Regions from separate parts of the Drosophila melanogaster genome. Here all the other regions are linked to region 1. The links are chromatin contacts, called in public Hi-C maps. All regions are on one chromosome and are shown on one strand. The core of a region is the stretch at or near the end of the contact, and the rest is flanking DNA. Distances in the headings are between cores, read along the strand shown.

Region 1 (3,144 bases), core at 47-2,546:
TTTTATTTCATTATTTTTGTTATTTATTATTTATTACATTTTTAGTTTTCGTTAATTTGTCATAGTCGCTGCTTTTCGTTTTGCCTTGTTTATCGGAAAAATCAGTCGAAATTATTGAATTCAGCGTGTCAATGTCGAAGCAAGTTTCATACATATCTAGTTCTTAGTCCACACAATCGAACGATCCGCACCACACACACACAGAAATCGATGGGAGCCATGAGCAGCACCCGAAAAAGGGGCGTGGCCGATGCCCAACATATCTGAATCGAACTTCATTACGTACAGTTAGTTGATATGTAACCTAAGTGCCTATAGTTAAAATAATCGTAAACGAACATTAAAAAAATATATCTATACTTCATAATAACTCGATAAATAATTTTAAGCGAAAATTTAAATTCAATAAATGTTGCTTCAATGTAAAACTAACGTGTTGTCCTTACTTCGAATTACCCGCCAAACCGCATCTGGATTGTTCTATTTTTAACTTCCCTACAATTCCCAAGTGCTTGTTCAATGCTGTGCTTTTATAAATAGCGAAAACCTGCTAGCTTACAATCTCTAGATGATATGATGAAAACTTTACTACCCGAACCATCGTGTGGGCCTTTGCCTCTGGTAAAGGGACGTAATTCTGATTCAGTCAAAAACTGTTTTTGTTTGTTTTTTGAATACAATTTAATGGGTTGTAGTATAAAAATAAACTTTTCTCCTATAATTTAGATTCCAGAACGTTTTTTAACCACCGTGTAAAGTTGATATAAACAACACATTGTCGTTGGGCTGCAGCTCGTAGTCCAGTTCACCCTAGAAGTTGAGTTAATTATAGTTTTTAGAATTCCATATTCTGTACTCTTACTTACCAGCAATTCCCAGTCTGTATCATTTATGAGTACTAAAATTCCAGGTCGCCTGAAAACATACAATAGAAAGTATAGACTATGTATCCCTTATAGTTTAAGCCAAACTTACACAGTATCTCCTTGAAGAAAAAGTTCCGGACGCTCCGTTAAAATATTCGCATGCATCCACTTAAGCAGATTAGCAATAGTCCCTTTAAAATATATATAATTCATAACCGATTTCACTCAAGTTTAAAACATCTTTTAGAACATACATTTTTGTTTACCGTCCAAGTTCAATTCACGGCGTTTTATGTTACCAAATAGTAACTCCGCCCCTGCACTACGAAATTAAATTACAAATTGTCTCATTTATTGGAAATAATAATTCGAACAAGGCTTTATATACCTGAATTCTAATATGATTTTTAATTCCGGCGTGCCCATCATATGTTCGATGTAAATAAATGTGTGACCGCGTCTAAGCTTTTCAAAAAAATCCACCATTCAAAAATAATACCAAATATAGAATCCTAATTTCTAAAAAGTCTGGCAACCACATGCTCTAAACTTCCAAAAATTATTGCATTTTGAAAGAAATTATAATTTGTACGTAAATTTACCTTTACCATTCACCTTCGACGAGGGGACTCAGCATTATAATTATTCCCATTGAGAAACATAAACAGGTGGCATTCCAATGGAACGCTAGGTAAAGTTTTCATTAGCATATTATGATCTGTGCTCTAAGAAGACATTTTACATTTCGTTGTGAATTTATGAAATTAAAAAAAACACGTTATCATAAAGAGCGTTTTTTTTATTGCTTCTCCTCGCTCGTTTTCGACTTTTCAGGATTCGGAGTCAGATCCAGTTTGAAATCGATCGGTTTGTCGTAACCCATTATCTTAACATAGTGCTCGGGATCATCGAAAAGCGCTGGATCCACAAACAGAGGTCGTTTGTTGACCAGAAAAGAGGTGAACATGCCGGGAACCTCCGGAACGACCACATCATTTGGTCGGAAAGTAGTCTAAAAGGTAAATAATATGTACATTGAAGGCAAGCTCTTTTAAATTTGCTCTACCCACCTTGATTTTTTGCAGAAGCAGGGATATTGTGGTGGCCGTGTACTCCTCCGTTAGTGGATTGTAGTGCAGCTCCGTCACGTATTTCTTGGTAATAAAGTGCAGCAGCAGAGGAGTCACAAAGGTGAAGAATCCACCGACGGTGCAGAGGAATACGGCCATTCCAGTTCCTCCGATTTTCATTCCCTGCTCGAGAAGAATGGGCTGGGCGGCCAAGCCGGCTAAGCTGGTGCTCAGCGAAAAGAACTTGACCATTTTCATGCGTGGCGCAAGAGTTCCATAGTAGATCCGCTGCAGTGCATCGTCGGATTCAGTTTTCGTCGACTTCACCGAAAGCCACCTGTTTTGCTGGAAGTTCTGTGGTTGTGACTGCTGTGGTCTTGTCCATGAGGCACTAGTAATGCATCTGCAGTTGTGGGGCAGGGTAATCTGACGGCTGACATTTCCCAGGACAACAGCAAAGTGTTTCCCTTTTGGCAGCATCGCTCGCAGGCCTAACATGGTGTAATTTACTTATTTCAGTAGAAATAAACAGCTGTTTTTGCCGAACGTTAAATAACACGAGTTGCAGTGTGGCCCACACTTGGGCGCTAAAAGAATCCAGAAACGATACGTCTATTCAAAATATACCAACTCTCCTTTTGAATACCGAAACAGGAAACGGCAACATTGCACTGACAACGGAAATTTAAATCGATACTGACTATTTTTACTTATTGATACTAAAAACAAATATTAAAAATTTAAAATCCTAAAATTCTAACATTTCTAAGCTAAAATTAATTTACATTAAACCGACCAATATTACAATCTTATAAGATAAGATTCTCTTTAAAAAATACAAAAATAAAAATTAATAATAATTACACTTGTACTTACCAATTAGGAGCTGATTATTTAACACTTATACATCGATTAAAATTCACTTACACTCACGCTTAAAACGGTAGGAAAGGCGTTTGCAAATATTATTCAAAGTGTTGACCTACTTTAGGATATTGCTGCCAAAAAATTCGATTGTATTTCCCAATGATTTTCCAACCAATTCGGAACAATAGAGCTAGTAATTCGGCAAATATTGAGTACGTACTGCAGTTTGTAATTGATTAACAAGAAAAGTGAGTGGGGGAGCTTCCCGTTTGCGGTATTATGCCAAAACCAAAAACACACAAGGAAGAGTGGCATGTGGATACGAATTAATATGCTCGAAT
Region 2 (3,201 bases), core at 20-2,519, 130 kb before region 1:
GGAATCAAACATTTAAACATAGCATATATCCTGACAACAAGCTTACAAAAACATCTTTTATTATTAAAAAAAAAATCTACAAACTTTAAGCAAGGTATTTTTTTGAAAATACTGTAATTAATCATTCAATTGCTTGCTAAAAACTCAGTTAAAAAAAAAAAAAATCCTCAAAGAGAATGGTGCACTCGGCAATCTGCCACTGCCCATTTCCGTGGCATCTTTTCAGTCCGGAAAATAAGGGCTCGTCGCAATCACTTTGAGCCCGTGGAAAGGCTCACAATCGCAGACATTAAATCAAATTTCCGCACAATTCCGGCAAGGGGTATGCGAAAAATTGTGTTAGCTGCGGTTGGCTTTCCTTCGCAGCCTTCTGCTTATTTTACTTCCACTACCGATGCCACAGCGCCACTTAAATATTCAAAGCGAAAAGTTGCCCTACACCTTTGCGTCTTGGCTGACTTTCCCCTGTTTTCCGTGTTTTCTTTTCTTTATTATTCAAACGCCGCTTTTCATGTGCAGTGCCCAAAAATTCCCACAGGATGCAGTCAAAGGCGGTGGGGTGATTAAGGGTTGGTGTGGGGTTAGGGGCGAAAAGGTTGATGGGTGAATTGTATTTCACATGTGCAGTTCTTTAAACGTTTTTATAGCGCTCATCTCGCTCATGCCCCACACGCTTTACATTGTGGGCAAGAGTCTAGGCAATTCCCTGGAGATATTATACCTTTCGGTTAGGTTAGGATAGCAAAGAATGTTCAAAAACAATATAAATAAAACAGATTAATATATTTAGTACAAATTCAAAAGAACCGCCTAAGTGGTTTTTAGGGCTGCCAGACAAGAAAAAAATTCGTGCACTCTGGTTTGAGTCAATGCTAACAGTGCTGTATTCTTCTTTGTGTTTGCCACTGAAATAATAATTTGGGTATTTTAGGACATTTTGTGTACTATATGCTGAGCTGGCAACTTATCTATTTTGTAGACATATGCAGCTATTATATTTTAAACTTCAGACAAATTAATATAATATATTATATTTTAATCTTAAGACAAGTTGTTATAATATATTTTTGTTATAATATATTTTAAGCTTCAGAAAAAAGGTTATTTATCTGCATATTCCAATTTTTGTAATCGTTACCAAACTCAATAAAATAATTTTCAACTGCTCCATACAATACATATCATTTTTGACAGATCGCTTAATTTTTGCTTTAAAACGGAATTTATTTATCAATACCTGCTAGTTTAGCTTTTTACAAGATGGCATTTGGCTGCTCTTTCACTCCGAGAGTTGGCAACACTGCCACACTGTCAAATTCCAGTAATTATTCTCGTCCACTGCTGTTGTTGAATTGCAAAGTCGCTCGGCGCGTTAGCATAGAAGCCCAGCATATATTTGCCCGATCCGAAAGCAGGCGGAGATCAGTGAAAACGTATACATATTTACCGCTAGTTGAGCAGTGCGAAAACGTGTCCGGAAAAGCCAAAGGCCAACGACAGCGAGTGCGAGCGAGAGAGCAGGTGACAGCGACACCGACAAGATTCCCCGCCTTCCCCCCTCCACCAACGAACCCTTTTCGACTGTTTTTTTGCACGGCACGGGGAAAACCGAAAGAAAAACGAGATTTTCAATTGATTTGCGACGCAGTCCGGCCGGAAAATGCTCATAAACCTTAAGGTGAAGACCTTAGATGCGCGCATCCACGAATTCAGCATCGACAATGAGGTAATGTTTGAGGTTGTGTGTCCAGGTCTAGGGGCTTCTTTATATCCATGCACCCCACCCATTTCCAGCTCACCATCCGCCAGTTCAAGGACCAAATAGCCGAGAAGACTAACATTGCGGCGGAAAACCAGCGTATCATCTACCAGGGTCGCGTTCTGGTCGATGATAAGCAGGTGAAGGAATATGGTGAGTCATGCCCCCGGGAGCACCCACATATATATATGCACTTATATCTAATACAACAATATCAATGCCCATGCAGATGTGGATGGCAAGGTGCTCCATGTGGCCGAACGACCACCATTCTCGCAGCGCGGAGCCAATGCCCGCAACAATGATGAACCCATGCGAACCTTCCGCAATGTGGCACGTCCGCCGCCGCCCGGAATGCGTACTTCTCCGTACTTCCGCGCCCTCGATGGAATGCTGGTGGGCACCATGGCCATACCGGTGAACAATGGTCCAGTAGCTGGGGTAAGCCATTAAGATGAAAGCTCTTTCAACACGCGTATTTAAACGTATCTTAGCAGACACGTCCTCCACCGAATCGTTATCCCAACTCGTCGTCCTTCTGCATTAACCGCATCACGGTCGCCCTGCACATGATCGATTGCGCTGACAATATAGCAGCTTATCTGGAAAATCCTGCCGTTGGCCTGAACAATCAATCACTGGACATTCTGCAGCGCGGTCGCTGGTCGATGGAGTCCACAGTCGTGGAAGTAGGTGTCTCCTCGACTGATCTGCCACGCAACAATAACATCATCGATATGGTCCAAGATGCCGTGACCGCTGCTCTTTCGCATACAGGAGCACGCAACTATACGGTGGTTCAGCTGCCCACGGTTTATACCAATGAGAATGGCGAGACGAGCCAGCAGAGAACAGCCGAAGCTATAACAAGTGAGGGAGCAGCCAGTGGAGCTGCAAGTAATGCTAGTGGTGAAACCACAGCTGCTACTGTGATTATCGAGGATGTTATCGAAACGGACGACGAAGTGGCCGATGGAGCATCAGATCGTTCGGTCACGCCAACACCAGAGCCGGAGGCGGAAGGAGCAGTTGGTGGCCAGCAAGTCACTGCAGCAGAGACTCCCACATCCTCGGTTGGATCAGCAAATGACGCGGCTGCCGAAGGCGGCAACAACTCAGGACCCAGGCGACGCACTCGTCCTCAGGTGTTGGCCCAAGTTATTCAGCACTATCGTGGCGTACAGGCTCGCTTGGCGCCTTTTGTTGATCGGTACTATGAGATTCTCCAGAATGATCCCACTTTTGAGGAGAGTGTAAGTTAATAAGCCGAGCTCTTATAAGCCTATTAAAACATTAAATTCCTTTTTTAGGACACCGATGGTCGCGAGAACGCACAGCGCATCTTCGATCGCGTCTCGGAGGCTTTCCACTACCTTTCGCACGCCCAGCACGCTATATCCGATTTAATGCTTGACCTGTCGCAGCCAGGGCCACGTGTGCTC
Region 3 (2,871 bases), core at 237-2,736, 210 kb before region 1:
ACACTCATGCCGTCACACTCGCAACCCAGAGACGCGCTCACACTTGCACTCACATCACACACACACACAATACACACACTCACACACTATCTGCTGTAACTAAAGACCCAACAAAGCGAATATGAATATTTTGCACAGAATTTTGCGCTTTGTTCTCTTCTCTTCTCGTTTTTTTTTTTGTTTTTGTTGAAGTTCTTCGCGTTTTTGTTTTGGGTGGGTTCAAAGTTCTTAGAGCAGGGCGCACTTGTGCCGCTTGGGTCCTCGAACGACAGGACATAGCACGGATCGTATGGCCTCGTCGAAGACCGTCTTCAGACCCTTTTGGGTCAGGGCCGAGCACTCCAGATACTTGACCGCAGCTATTTCCTTGGCCATCGCCAGTCCTTGGGGATAGGTGATCGGTGTTAGCTTCTTGTCCTTCAGCTTCTCGATCGTCTGCTTATCGTCGCGCAGATCCAGTTTGGTGCCGACCAGGATTATCGGCACACTCGGGCAATGATGACGCACCTCGGGAAACCATTTGGCTCGCACATTCTCAAACGATGCCGGATTCACCAGTGAGAAACAGATGAGAAAGACATCCGTTTGCGGATAGGATAGCGGCCTCAGGCGATCGTAGTCCTCCTGTCCAGCCGTATCCCAGAGGCCCAGATTGATGGGCTTGGCATCCACCATCACATTCGCCGAATAGTTGTCGAACACCGTGGGTATGTACTCGCCGGGGAAGGCGTTGGTCGTATAGCTGATCAGCAGACAGGTCTTTCCCACCGCTCCGTCGCCCACAACCACACACTTGATGGCCTGCATGATGAAGGCTACTGTACTGGTGGTACTACTGGGCAATCGATGGGTTCAGCAGCTCGATGGGTTGCTTGTGCGCTGGGGGCAGAGGGTTTTTCAGTGGATCAGCTGGTTTCGTGCTCGATTTCCAGTGGCTCAACTGGTTTTCTTTGTGGCAGCTTAACTTATAATTACTTTGGGGTAATTCATTCAATTCAGTAGGTCAGACAGTTTTTGAATGCTTCGATATTTGTACTTTTGAACTATTTTGTACTTTTCTTTTTTCTGTTCAACAGACAAATTTTAGTCACACAATTTAGTTTTGCCTTGTATCGCAGCTCAGCTAGTTTTTCTAATTGTATAGCTTTTGCTTTTCGCGTTGGCGTTTTGCTTTTATTGTTTTTTTTTTTTGGCGATTATACAATAATTTGCTCACGCACTAATACAAATTCTGCCCACACACACACACACATTCAAGCAATCGCGTACAGAGAGAGATGCGAATTTGAAGTGGAGTTTGATTTATCGCGAAAGTTGTCAAATCAATATTCTTAATTGAAAGCAGAACCGTGACGGCGTTCTTTCTGTTCGGTCGGTATATTATTTATGAATTAATTGGGCCCGCATATGTGGGGATTTGCTGATTTTCTGTGGCAGAAACGGAAAAAACACGCCCAAACGCTGTGAAATCTTCGCGGCGATTGAAGAAAATTTCTGCCTCCGCTGGCAGTTGTTGTACTTGTTTTTTCACTGTAGTTTTCGCTCTTTCAACTGGCTTGTACGGCTGTCTCGCTCGTTCGCGTGCGTTAGTCGCTTAAACGAAGCGCTGCGCGCATACGCTCTCCCACACAAAGAGCGAGCGAGCGAACGTGAGCGAGAGCGGCACTGGCACAGTGCAGTCCCATAAAATTAGTCACAGTGAGTCATTCGCTCGGTGACGTTAGTCGTGGCAATCCACAGAGAGCAGAGCGAGACAGAGATAGTGAGTCTCTTTACTTGACCTTGCTTTGGTCGTTTTTGTAGAGTTTTCTATATTCGTTCGACGGTTTTCCACGAATTTCCCGACCGTTGCTGTTGTTTTGAGCCAATTTCCACGCGACTAGAGGCTATCAGAGATGTGCGGTACCCAACTCAGGTACAAATCGCCCGTAGCTTATCGCGGTACAATTACAGTGCCACACCAAAAACAAGCAAAACGTTGATATCGCGCGATATAAATATTAATTGAACAATATTTTTTTTATTGATGAATCAATTATGTGACCTAAATATGTGTCACAGTCTTTGGATGAATATACTTAAATGGAAGTATTCATATTTTAAAATTGGAAACTCAAATTTAGATTCTGGAATTACTTTTAATTCTCCTTAATTCGGGCCATATTAATTTACGACCGTTACATCCCATCTAATTCTTAAACGAATTATTAAATTTTTCATGACCAGCGATATTTGCTGCCGTTGACTGTTTTAATGGACCACAAAATTGCGTGTGTCGGCAAAAACCAAAGCCCAAGGAATAACAAACAAATAACATTGGCAAACAGTGCAAAATATCGACAGTAAAAACCGAAAAGCAAAAACAGAACCCAAACCGAATCCACCGAATCCGCCGCATCCGCATTCAGCCAAAAGTGATAGCCGAAATATTTCGTGTTTGTGTTTTGGCTTCCGCCCCACCAACCAGAAGCCCAAAACATCCCCCCCCCCCGTCCTCCACATGCCACGCCCATTTTCGCATTGATTTTAAAATGGAAATGTTTAAAGTGCCGTCGGCGAATATTTTCGCATTTAAGTTAATTTCTCGCACTGCTGATGGTGCTGCTGTAATTGGATAATTAAATAGGCGCCACAAAATTTGTTCTCCAGCAATCCGAACAACAAGCACGAATATATGAATTTCAATAATATGCATTTTCAAAAAGTTTTTAATGGAATTTACTGTAAAAAATCCGCAACAATTAAATCGCCAATGAAGTCCGTTCAAGTGGAATAAATGTTTCTGTTTCCGTTTGTGCGTGGATGAATCATTCGATTTCGTATTCGATTTCAAGTGGGCGGGTGGGCGTCGCAAGGTTATCAGCGGGTCAG

The links. A called contact is a pair of places that touch in the nucleus more often than the background predicts.
Region 2: a Hi-C map of the Kc167 cell line shows a contact between it and region 1, with 4 times the contacts expected there. A contact is called at or near these places in 7 of 107 Hi-C or Micro-C datasets (the D17-c3 cell line, the Kc167 cell line, the OSC cell line and 2 more) and 3 of 7 datasets of targeted methods (all in the Kc167 cell line).
Region 3: a contact with region 1 is called in a Hi-C map of the Kc167 cell line, with 2.7 times the contacts expected there. A contact is called at or near these places in 2 of 107 Hi-C or Micro-C datasets (the Kc167 cell line and the S2 cell line) and 1 of 7 datasets of targeted methods (the Kc167 cell line).

What each region holds. Positions count from the first base shown.
Region 1 is chr3L:7,639,150-7,642,293 of dm6, forward strand. Urm1 (Ubiquitin-related modifier 1) reads right to left here and starts at 1,297. Exons shown (of 5, transcript NM_206296.3): 1 at 1,255-1,297; 2 at 1,121-1,188; 3 at 976-1,057; 4 at 867-915; 5 at 662-810. The coding sequence starts at 1,292. The coding sequence ends at 742. Pura (Puratrophin-1-like) reads left to right here. Exons shown (of 17, transcript NM_206294.3): 17 at 1-424. CG7506 reads right to left here and starts at 2,499. Exons shown (of 2, transcript NM_139887.5): 1 at 1,937-2,499; 2 at 1,649-1,878. The coding sequence starts at 2,434. The coding sequence ends at 1,666. It overlaps snoRNA:Me18S-A1806 (a small nucleolar RNA gene), which reads left to right and starts at 568; the gene lies at 568-645.
Region 2 is chr3L:7,509,717-7,512,917 of dm6, forward strand. It overlaps CG7546, which reads left to right and starts at 1,270. Exons shown (of 10, transcript NM_168217.4): 1 at 1,270-1,726; 2 at 1,795-1,912; 3 at 1,989-2,200; 4 at 2,257-3,012; 5 at 3,070-3,201. The coding sequence starts at 1,661. It also overlaps asRNA:CR45896.
Region 3 is chr3L:7,433,704-7,436,574 of dm6, forward strand. Rac2 (Rac2,) reads right to left here and starts at 1,487. Exons shown (of 1, transcript NM_001274588.2): 1 at 1-1,487. The coding sequence starts at 807. The coding sequence ends at 229. The region is part of intron 1 of CG42458; the gene reads left to right.